Regions from separate parts of the Mus musculus genome. Here region 2 is linked to region 1. Evidence: chromatin contacts called from public Hi-C data. All regions are on one chromosome and are shown on one strand. Each heading gives the region's core, a stretch centred on a gene start, on an enhancer-like site or on the middle of the called end of the contact. The rest is flanking DNA. Distances are from core to core; before and after follow the strand shown. Region 1 overlaps Smarcc2 (SWI/SNF related, matrix associated, actin dependent regulator of chromatin, subfamily c, member 2). Region 2 holds the start of Suox (sulfite oxidase).

Evidence for each region. Hi-C and Micro-C count contacts between places; a contact is called where the count stands out from the background.
Region 2: a Hi-C map of embryonic stem cells shows a contact between it and region 1, with 2.1 times the contacts expected there. The contact joins the promoter of Suox here to the enhancer-like site in region 1. A contact is called at or near these places in 1 of 39 promoter capture datasets (macrophages), 19 of 484 Hi-C or Micro-C datasets (B cells, the G1E-ER4 cell line, LSK cells and 10 more), 2 of 115 datasets of contacts at active chromatin or transcription factors (bone marrow-derived dendritic cells and embryonic midbrain) and 2 of 9 other capture datasets (embryonic stem cells and macrophages).

What each region holds. Positions count from the first base shown.
Region 1 is chr10:128,471,480-128,477,349 of GRCm38.p6, forward strand. Smarcc2 (SWI/SNF related, matrix associated, actin dependent regulator of chromatin, subfamily c, member 2) reads left to right here. Exons shown (of 29, transcript NM_001372395.1): 12 at 2,722-2,781; 13 at 2,893-2,930; 14 at 3,204-3,334; 15 at 3,514-3,585. Among named protein-coding and RNA genes, the nearest start is that of Smarcc2, 15 kb to the left of the region's middle. Within about 2 kb of position 2,537, at least 6 of the 459 cell types and tissues checked have an H3K27ac peak or open chromatin away from gene starts, as enhancers often do. A contact at or near this core is called in embryonic stem cells, where this site is marked.
Region 2 is chr10:128,671,615-128,677,444 of GRCm38.p6, forward strand. It overlaps Suox (sulfite oxidase), which reads right to left and starts at 2,304. Exons shown (of 4, transcript NM_173733.3): 1 at 2,238-2,304; 2 at 925-988; 3 at 490-667; 4 at 1-312. The coding sequence starts at 977. It overlaps Rab5b (RAB5B, member RAS oncogene family), which reads right to left. Exons shown (of 6, transcript NM_177411.4): 6 at 5,565-5,830. It also overlaps the pseudogene Gm6336.

The DNA.
Region 1 (5,870 bases), core at 1,287-3,786:
CCTGAGTTTGAACCCTGGAACCCATAGCAAAATTCAGGAGCGTGTGCCTGTCATCCTAACAGTCCCACAGCTAAGTGGGATGTGAACAGGCCCAAAGCGTCCATGAGAAGCATAGTCGCAGAAACAAGAGGGAGACCTTGCCTCAAAACCAGCTGGAAGGAGAGTACTGACTCTGAAAGTTACCCTCTGGCTTCCACACATGTAGCATGGCTTGTGTATGTGCACACACATGCACACACACAAAACTAACCAATCTACTTGTCCATCCTTGCAAAGCAAAGTAGCTGGACTGGGCAGCTGCTTAGTCGAGATTTTGTCCAGTGTGTATGAAGCCCTGAGTCCAGGACAGTGCACTGCAGCCCTGTAATCCTGCACTGTGAAGCAGGGGAGCTGCTATTTGAAAGCTATCCTCCACTACATATCAAGTTTTGGGTTAGTCTAGGATACATGAGACCCTGTCTCCAAATAAATAAATAAAATAAAATGATGGCTCATGATGAGGACCTGAGTCGACCTTAGTACCTTATAAAAAGCTGAGCAAGGTAGTTTGTGCTATAATCCCAATACTGAGGGGGAGGCAGGAGGAAGCCAGGGCCTTGCTGGCTAGCCAGTCTAACTGCATCGGTGAGCTCCAGATTCACTGAGAAATTGTCTGAACAAACATAGGAAAGTGGTAGAAGATAACACCAGTGTAGACCTCTGACCTCCACATAAACACACATAATAAATTTGAAATTTTTAGAAAGAGAAATGTGGGGCTTGAGAAGTCTCAGCAGTTAAGAGCATACTGCTCCTACAGAGGCCCTGAATTCCATTCTCATCAGGTGACTCCCACTAAATTAAAAAGCTCCAGCAGCACCCATGCTCTCCTCTGGCCTCCGGGGACCTTTACACATGCTCATTGCACACATGCAATCATCAACTTAGAAAAGACAGAGGAGGAAAATGTAAAAGGCAGTGAGAACAACTCTAAAGAGACTCACTCAGTCTGTCCTGCACGAGGAGTCTAGGGGACTGCACTTCAATACTGATTTGTAGTCTGTCTCCTGTCCAGTAGCCTCAAATATCAAGAAATATATTTCAAGGGTTTGGGAAGCCGATTTCCTCGGAGCATTTGTGTATGAAACCAAGGCGGGAGCGTCTTCTCTACTTTACAGCTTTGAAGATTAGGTTGGGGTGCAGCTTATGGTGAACACTGCCTAACAAATACGGAGCCCTGCACTCTATCCCCAGCCCTTCAGACAGTCTTTAAAAATATTTTTTTTAGATATTCAAGCTAGGTATGGTGACACATGATTTTAAATCCTAGCTCTCAGAAGGCAGAGTTATGGAGAGCTCTGTAAGCTGGAGGCTAGCCTGGTCACAAGTTCCAGGACAGCCAGGTTTCATACAGAGACCCTGTCTTCAAAAATTAATTAAGATCTGACTGGAAACGGTGGTAAACACCTTTAATCTCAGCACCCAGGAAGCAGATGCAGGTGAATCTCTGTGAGTTCAAGGCCAGCCTGGCCTACATAGTGAGTTCCAAGACAGCCAGAGCTACAGAGTGAGACTCTGTCTGGGAAAAAACAAAGCAACAGTGTTACTAGTTAAGAGCACATCATTTAACTCAGCCTGGTGGCATAACATAGGTAATAATCTCAGTGGCCTGCCTGGCTGAGGCAGGAGGATGTAAGAAGTACAGAATCAGCCTGGCCTGCAGAATGACCCCTGAGGCCAACCTGCATAACTGAAGGGGACAGTCTCAGAGTAAAAAGGAAGGAAAGCCAAGTGTGGGTCATGTCTCTAGTCCTAGCACTCAGCAGGCAGAGGGATGGTTCAGGAGTGCAGGCCAGCCTGAGCTACATAATGAATTCAAAACCAGCTCGAGCTGATGGAGTCTGTGTCTCTTTCTTTTAAAAAATACTAAATAAAAAAGTAAAGATGTAGTTATGAATATAGTTCATGTATAGGGGTGTTTGTCTGCCAGTACAAATTGCGTAGCAGGAGAGGGCATTGGATTCTGTGGGACTACAATTACAGATGGTTGTGAGCCACCATGTGGTTGCTGGGAATTGAACTCAGGATCTCTGGAAGAGCAATCGGTGCTCTTAACCTCTCAGCCTTCTCTCCAGCCTGAGGCTGTTTGAAAAAGGCAAAGCCAAAGTAAAAAGTTTAAGGAAAGAAAAAGAAAAAAGTGCTGGGGAACTGAGCTTGGTGGTGGCGCACACCTGTCACCTCAGCACTCAGGAGCAGATGCAGAGAATTAGGGATGTTCTTTGCAAGTTAGAGGCCTGGAATACATGAGACCCTGCTCCTTCGCCCCGCCCCGCCCCGCCCCGCCCCGCCCCCCTCAAAAAAACCAGAAAAACCTTGGTGCTGGGACTGTAACTCTGGTAGAACACTGACATATTCGTAAGTTAGGCCTTAGGTTCAGTTGCAAGTAGTATATCAAGGGATGATATCTAGCTACTTACCTAGCATGATCTAGCTCAAACTCAGTCCATTAAAAGATTGTATAGGGAGACAAGCAGGGAGACAAAGAGCAGTCATACAGGAGTAGCCCTCAGGATACTGAGGCCGGAGAGTCATAGGAGTGCACGCACATAGATGCTGGGCAAGGCAGTAGAATAGAAAACGAGTTTCAAAGGGTTCTGAAGAAGCAGCATATGTAAAACTGTTAGCAGCTGAGACGTGAGAGCTTGATTTGGCCAACATGTCTAATGCTTTTTCTCTTTGCAGTCAACACTAAAAAGGACTCTGAGTCAGCCCCAGTCAAAGGCGGCACCATGACTGACCTGGGTAAGCCAGGGAGCCCCAAGCAGGCAGTGCCTGAGGCATGGGGGAGCTCAGCCCACCTTCCCGTCGCCCTCTGCTCCTGTAGAGGCTCAGCCTGTCTTCTTTCCCTTGCAGATGAACAGGACGATGAAAGCATGGAGACCACCGGCAAGGTGCAGCCAGTTTAGGCAGGCTCTGTCTCTCTGTGATTAGCTTAGAGAGGCTCCACCTCTCTGGGACAGGGATCACAGTGTTCCTTTTGCCCGGGCTTTTCCCGCCATAGCTGAATTGTGCCTGCTGCTCGGACCCCAGCCCCCTAGCGTCCCAGGGCCCACAGTGCTCATCCTCATCCTTCTCCCCTGTTGGTGCTCCTGGGTGTAGGAGAAGCTGAGGGCTGCTAGGCAGGGAGGGGAATGCTGAGTGTCCAGCAGCCTCCATATTCATAGGACGAGGATGAGAACAGCACGGGCAACAAAGGCGAGCAGACGAAGAACCCGGACCTGCATGAGGACAATGTGACCGAGCAGACCCACCACATCATCATCCCCAGCTACGCCGCCTGGTTTGACTACAACAGGTACTGCCCTGCTTCTTTCCTCCTTCCTCCCCCGTGATTAACCCATAATCAATGGGTTATCTCTCTTGTTGCCCCTCTACAGCTTAGAGCCCCTTGCCAACCCCACCTTTCAAGCCTTCCGCCCTTGGGCTCCTACTCCTTCCCTGGGCCTTCTAAACCCGTTGTGATTTATCTTGCAGCGTCCATGCCATTGAACGGAGGGCTCTTCCTGAGTTCTTCAACGGCAAGAACAAGTCTAAGACTCCAGAGATGTAAGATTTCCGCTTATGATTTTCTTTTGGGGTCCTTTCTGCACTCACCCTTCCAGACTTAGCAACTTTCAACCAAGCTCTCTGTTAGACTTACAAAGACATGATAGACACCACTAGACAGCCACAGCCTAACCCTTTAAACATGTTCTTCGGAGGTTGTCTGAGGATGGTAGAGTAGAGCATACAAGTACCTGCACCGCCGTTCCCATTGCTTCCAGTTAAAAACCATGCAGAGAATTTCATTCCATAATTGCTATGTGACCTGAAATTCACATACCCCCAGTGTATGAAACAACTTTAATTAAAATGTAAATGATGAGATTAGATTGAAAAACAAAAATAAGGTGATGGTGTACACCTTGAATCCCAGCACTCGGGAGGCAAAGGCAGGCAGAGCTCTTGAGTTCAAGGCCAGTCTGGTCTACAGAGCTAGTAGTTCCAGGAGACCCAGGGCTGCAAAGAGAAATTCTGTCTTGGAACACCAAAAAGCAAACCAAACCAAAACAAAAAAACAAGATAAGATAAAAACCAAGCCTGGTTGCACATGGGGATAGTCCTAGCACTTGGGAGGCTGCTGTAAGACTCAAATTCGTGGCCGCCCTGGGCTTCCTAGCTAGACTTTGTCAAAGAGAAGAAGGAACTAAGAGGTCCGGCTCTGAGGATTATGAGATGGGAGCGTGCATTATGAAAGAGTAGCACATATGTCCAGGATTAGGGCTGGAAGGCATAGCTCCCTCCGTAGTAGAACACTTGCCTGACATGCATGAGAGTCTTTGTACCGTTTTGTGCATGCTGGAAGGCAGAGGCGGGCAGATCTCTAAGTCTCATCATTGCAGATGGAGGCCAGCCAGGGCTATATTGTGAGACCTGATCTTAAAAAAGAATAATAAGCTACAGATTTAGGGCTTCTAAGTCGGTGTTTATTGACTCTGATAACTGCATTCTTCATGTGTTGGTTAAGACACACTCTTCCAGTATCCTCCCACCTTGAGCCCTCAGCAGACTTCTTTTTCTTTTTTTTTTTTTAAGATTAATTTATTATTATATCTAAGTACACTGTAGCTGTCTTCAGACACACCAGAAGAGGGTGTGTCTCATCTCATTACGGATGGTTGTGAGCCACCATGTGGTTGCTGGAATTTGAACTCAGGACCTTCAGAAGAGCAGTCGGTGCTCTTAACCACTGAGCCATCTCTCCAGCCCCTCAGCAGACTTCTTATTCGTCTCGCTGACTCTTTGCCAATACTTGGCGTATGCCAGCTTGTAGTCCTAGCCCTGGAATGCTGAGGGGGGATTGTGAGTTCAAGCTTGGACTGTAGAGTAAGACTCTTTATCAAACAAAAAGGAGTTGCTTTAAAGTTCTGTTTTCAGTCAGTTTTCTGGGCTTGGGTTGTGTATGGAAATCTGGGGTTAGGATGCCCCACAGTGAGCACATGACAAGGCAGGGTTAGTGAGGCTGGGCGCTGGCCCGGGTTTCTCTCCCCGCTGCTCAGCCTCCCTCTGGGATCATCTGTGCTCAGCTTGTTTATTTCTCTATAGCTTGGTGTGGGTCTCTTCCTCTGGAGAGCCAGGTTTATGACAGAAAGGAAAAGGCATTACCAGGCAATAGGACTCTGTGGTGTACTGTCAGGAACAGTGAATGGTAACTTCTGAAGAGCATGTCGTCCCTAACACTGTCTCTACCATGCACTGGCTAATTAGTCTAATTGAGGCTAATAAACATTGTCATCTCTAGTTTATAGAATAGGATCCTCGTAGGAGGGAGCATTTGACTTAAGTTACTTGAGTAAGTTCAAATAGCTAGTAAGTAGTAAGACCAGAATTGGGATCTGTAGTGTGGACATATTTTCAAATTTTATACTTTATAATTTCATTAATTTTTAGATATTAAGATTCATTTTATTTTTAAAATCATTATATGTATGTGGGTATGTGCATGTGAGTGCCATGCCCACAGAGGCCAGAAAAAGGTGTTGGATCTGTTGAAGTTAGAGTTGCAAGCCATTGTGCGTGGTCTAGCACGGGTGCTGGCATCTGCACCCCTTTAGCCTGTCAGCTGTCAATTTTCAGGCTACTGCAGTGCCAGATACTGCTAGTTCTCCAAAGACATCCTATTTGACACACAAGGACTAAGTTTCAAATAGTTTGAAATCATCATGATAAGCCTGGCATTTGAATTTAGATCTTTCTAACTTTAAAATATAAATTACATCTGTAACCCCAGCACTTAAAAGACTGAGCCAAGAGGCTGGAGAGATAGCTCAGAGGTTATGAGCACTGGCTGC
Region 2 (5,830 bases), core at 1,054-3,553, 200 kb after region 1:
AGGATCATCAGCATAAGGGTCAGAGGCTTCCACGGAGGGGGACATGCTATCTTCGGGGTTCAGTTCCCCAATCTTATACTCGGCCAGTAACTCACGTACATGGGGCTGGTTGTGCACAGCATAGAGGGCCCAGAAGGGTTCTAGGGGACCTCCAGCTGCTAGCATCAGTTTTGATGGTCCTCCTGGATGCAGGTCCACAAATTTTGTGACATCGAAGACCTCAGAGCCTAGAGTTACCCAGACTCCAGTTTTAGGGTTGTTGTGAGAACGCACATCCTCTTTAGAGTACATCCGTGGTGACTCCTGAGAAGCCTGAGGGTTGAGGAGGGAGAAAGCAAAAGGAAGAGACTATTAACTCACTTTAGGTCATTCTGACCCCATCCACAGTCAGTCTGGGAAATTAAGGGAGCAGGTTGTATTTCTACAGTTCATGAAGACAGAGCCTATAAGATCCCTTTGTTCCGGCATGGAAGCTCTTTTCCCACTTACCCTACACCGATGCTCATGGTAGACCAGCACCACACCCAGGCCTAACAGGGTCCCCATGACTTTCCATCTCCGAGTCCTTGAGTTATCATCAGAAAAGGTAAGGCTGGGATGCTGGGGCTCAAGTGAATCATTTGTGGAGCATGCTTGAATGCAGAGCCTCAAGGGGGTTGACTTGACTCTGGAAGACAGAGATATTAGTAGCACAGAACGTCCCAAGAAAGCACCAGTGAAGTAGTGTGGTCAGTCACCTCTCCCTCATTAGTCACCAGTTTGCAATTGGAATTTGGTTTCTTCCGGATGGGTAGGACCAGCGAAATATGGCTTTCTCTTTCCTCCAATACTGTACTATATTATGTGTCAGATAAGATAAATATCTACCAGATAAGATAATTATGAGATAGGCTAGGAGATAAGTACTGGCTTGGGAAAACCTACCTGATGGCCTGTGGAAGCCTCACAACCACGGATCTGTATAGCTGCAGCAGCATCGTGGCAAGACCTACAACAAGAAGATAGATTCTAGGTTTCAAACCAAGAAAACCCCATGTTTGGGAGACCTGAGAGTGCATGGTCCAAATGTGTTCTTAAGAGTACACTTGGAGCACTTCAGAGACACACTGTGCCGAAAGGAATGGGGGTGGAGTGGGGATGGAAAGGTACAGAGGCTTCTAGAAAGAACAATGCCCCAGGCAAAGGGACTAAAGGACAGATTAGAGGTTTGCCAATTTTTTTTCTAATGATGCTGTGTATTGAACCTAAGGTCTTGAGAATATTATAACTCTACCACTGAGTCATATCCTCAGCCCCTATTTTATAATTACTTCTAAATTGAGACTGATGAAAACAGACAAGAGGTGGCTGCAACCTAATGGGGTGAAGGAGCCAGAATCCTGGAAGCAAACTGCCTGGGGTTTGCAAAACCAGGCCTTGTCATTAACCAGCTCCCATGGCAACACAGCGGGCCTCTCTGAACTTGTATCCTCATCTCTACCCAGAGGAACTGATACGAAGAGTAAACAAGTAATAACATTCACTCAGACCTTTCCTCTTTTCTCCCTCCACCCTTCTAAAATAAATACCCCATCTGAGAACTGAACCTCAATTCAGAGTCTCCACCCTGACCTCGTAGTCTATGGCATTCTAGTGATCTCAGCAAACTGAGCAGAGTCAATGGCCAGGGTGTCAGGGGATGGGCTAGAGAAGGAAGTTAATTTTTCTGCTCTCTGTCCTGCTGAGGTGTCTTCCTCACAACCTAGTGCCTCTCTGACCTAGGATGGTCAAAGTGGAGAGTAGTAAGAAGCCGCTGGTTGCTGAGATGCTAGGGATGGGACTCTTACAAATGGCGAAGGAAGATGGAAAAGGCGAATTTTTCTCCTCTTTACGCCTGGGCCACGGGGATCCCTACTCTTCCTGCCATCTACTCTTAATTTCAGCAACCTGCTTTTTACCAGCCCCGTTCCAGGTTTGGGAGGAGCGGCCTGCTAAATACCGAAATGCTACTCCGTGGTGCAAGAGTAGTCCTTACTCTCTGAGACACTTTAGGTAGGAGGGTGTGTCTGTCCAGAATTCGGACAGAACACCAGCCTGCGACCCCAGGAGCACACCGACATCATATATGGAGATACTGGTTCTTTTGCTACTGCTAAGATTTGGAGGTTGCTCCAAGTTACTCCAAGATTTGGCGGCACTGGCCGCCTTGGTCCCACCGTTGCCCTCCCTCCTTTCTCTCCCGGTCGCAGTCCCCTTACCCGGCTGGATGTCGGCAGCGGAACAATTTCACCCGCCCCGTGCAGGGCTAGAGCGGCCCAGAGCGGAGGGGCGGGGCGGGGCGGGGCTCGGCCGTGACGTGTACAGTTTGTGCAGGCGTCCTGACGCCCCTCGCCGGCTCCGCAGCTATTGGCCCCTAGCTTTGCAGCTGCTCTTGACGAGGACTGTCAACTGTCGCCCGGTCGCCGGGTCGCCGGGTCGCCGGGTCGCCGGGTCGCCGGGTCGCCGGGTCGCCGGGTCGCGGGGTTGCGAAGCTGGGGGGCGGGGCGTCGCCGGGTCCTGGATGGTACAGGCCTCTGCCTCCCGGGGACCGGGGTCACACACTGGTGACCAGAGCAGACCGCAGCTCCGTAGGGAATTGTGAGGCACAACTGATGCTCTGTATCTAGACAGTGGAAGGTGACAAGGCCTTGAAAGGTGGCCACGAGAATGGGGACCACATTCCCGGGGAAAACCCAGGGTTTTGTCCCGCGCCTCGGTAGTTCGGTGTTGCAACGTTGAGTCCTAGGGAAAGCAAGGCCAGGAATAACGGCAGAAATGATGCCCAAAATAGTGGCTCAACGATTCCCAGAGTGGATTTCTGAAGTGTGAAAACAGCAATACCGAAAAACCATGTTTTATTTGAGACAAGGTCTCACTATGTAGCTCTGGCTGGTCTGAATCTAGCTTTGTAGACCCTGCTGATCCGGAACTCCGGAGGTAGATTTGTCTGTCTCTGCCTCGAGTACCTCACTTAAAAGCATGCACCAAAGTCTGCGTGATGAATTTTTTAAAAAGCGTCTACTTAAACAAGAAAAAAGGGCAGTTTAACAAAAGTATAAACATTGTAGTCTTGTATATAAAAGGTAAAGGACAATGATAGAAAAATTTGCTATTACTCTTAATCATTTACTAGAGATTGAAATTTTGACATTCACTTTGGGCTCCGGGAACAAACATTCATAGACTGCCCTCTAGAGACCAGAGGGTTGAGCTACAGTCGCATCAACTTAGAACAAACTTTTACATCTGGAAGTTCATCTTTGTCCATTTATGTTTTTTGATTGTTTTTGGTTTTTGTTTTTTGAGGAATTGGGCTAAGAATCCTGAACAGGGAAGTGTACTCAGAAAAGGGGACGTGATAGTGAATAGGTGATATTGACTCTAACGTTTTTGGGAGTGGAAAGGTTTTCAGCCTTTGCAGATTATCATCCGAAAGGTTGGTTCTGTTTTTGTTTTTATTTTTTGAGGCAGGGTTTCTGTGTAGCCCTGACTGTCCTAGAACTTACTGTGTAGACTAGGATGGCCTGGAACTCACAGAGATCTGCCTGCCTCTGTCTCCAGAGTGCTGGGATTAATGTAAAGGGCACATCCAGGCCCTGTTGTTGAAAATAAAGTTTCAGTTGGTGTTACAGTGCCAGAGTATGATTCCAGCTGAGGCCGGCCATGATTGTACACAAAGACCCTGTCAAATATGTACTTGGTATGGTTTCTCCGTCCATCTACTAATGCACCACCTTTATTTTAGGGAGCTACTATCTCCTGTAGTGCAGATGGACCTCTACTTCCAGGTGTTGGGAATACTAGGTGTGTGCCACACACCTGGCTCAACCTCCACAGTCTCTTCATTGCACAGCTGGAGAGACTGAGGCACTGCTGACTTGACAAAGGCCCACAGATGGCAATTAGGACTGGCCTGGAAACTTAAGGGCTGCCTGACTCTAACTGGCTGGCTCTCTAAACATCCTTTCTCACTTAGAACCCTCGTGCCTACAATCAGTCTCTTATGTTTTCATTTTCTGTATTTCAGTCCTTTAGACTATGACAGATTGGAGGGCTTCAAGCAGAAATAAGAAACAGGTCTGGGCAGAAATGTTTCTTTTTGGGATAGAAGCTACTTGATCAATCAAAGTTAATTTAATAATTTTTTTTTTTTTGGAAATATGGTCTTGCTAAACTACTATTTAGGATGCCTTTAAACAAGTCTTACAGCTTCAGCCTTCCTAAATAGCCGACAAGTGTCACCATATCCAGCTGTTTCTTTTTTAAGATTTATTTTGTATGTATGAGTCATGTATATGTACCATGTGTGTACCTGGCACCTATGGAGGCCGGAAGATATCAGCTACCCTGGGTCTGGAGTTATTGATGGCTGTGAGCTGCCATGTGGGTGCTAGTATTGAATCCACATCTCTACAAATGCGACAAGTGCTTTAGACCACTGAGCCATCTCCCCAGCTATCTTTTTTTGTTGTTGTTGTTGGTTATCAGATAGTCTTTTATTGAAATATTTTCTTGTTGCTTCTTAACTAGCTGGGCACTCCACTGCACCACTGTTGATGTCATCTATGATGTCATGAGGGTGGTGGCCATCCACATTGCAGCCCACAGACTGTGCAGTACCCAGGATCTCCTTGATAGTCCCAGAAAGTTCTCTAGCCAAAGACCGGTGTCTCATCTGCTGGGCAATGTTGACAATCTCATCAAAAGTAATGTTCCCACTGTGTTTAATGTTCTGCTTCTTCCGGTCTCTTGGTGGCTCTTTGAGGGCTTTGATGATCAGGGCAGAGGCAGAGGGCACCACCTCAATCTGGGCCTGTCTGTTGTGGATGGTCAGTTTCACTGTAATTCTGAGACCTTTCCAGTCACTGGTAGCCTTGGCAATGTCATCAACAACTTTCTTCGGAGACAGACCCAGAGGACCGATCTTCAGGGCCAAGGCGGATGTGGCACCGACCTCGCCTCCGGTGCACCTCAGGTACACGACTTTGACCTCATTGGGGTCGAACTTGGGCGGCATGGTGGAGGCGGCTGGTGTCGGATGAACCTGGATTCGGGACGACCGAAGAAAGTTGCACCGTTGCCTCCTCCAAGCCGAAAGCCGAAAAGCCCCAGTTATCTTTTCTCTGTTTAATCTTAAAGTTATGGATCCAATTCAGAAACTAATATACAAGTGAGCCCTAGAAAAATGCAAAAATATTGCATACTGGTCCCAACAGTTCAGATATGGCATTCCTCTGTCTAATCTCAATGTGGTTCAAGAGATGCAGACTATACCAACAAACAAAGAAAAATAAGGCACATTTGATAAATCATGTATCTCTGAACATAAGCGCTCTCTCTCTCTCTCTCACACACACACAAATAAAAATAAAAACAAAATCAAAGAAATAAAAAGGGTTATTTTCCAAATTGGTTCTTCGACTAGTTAGAGGTGCCAAGGTGGAGGGAAAGGATGCTTGAGGTATCATGGATTTATTTCTCTGGGCCCTTTCTTCCCATTTTTTAGTTTCAGGCAGACAAACAAAACAACAGTCCAGTGCACTTTCTTTTTTCCTTTTTTACTTACATTAAATACATCGATAAATCAGCAGTTGCATTCTGTTACCACGATTGTTATGTTAGGAGAGTGAAAGAAAGGCAAATGCTTCCTTAGGAAAGAAATATAAAGGCAAAAATGTTGAGCCCTCCCCCTAAAAACTGATCAAAAGAAAAAAGGTAACGGGGGAGGGGAGGGAGAGAACAAAACCCCTCAAGCCCAACAGAGCTCCAGCGAAGGCAGGAGAGCTGGCAGGAGGAGAGGGAAGGCAGCAGG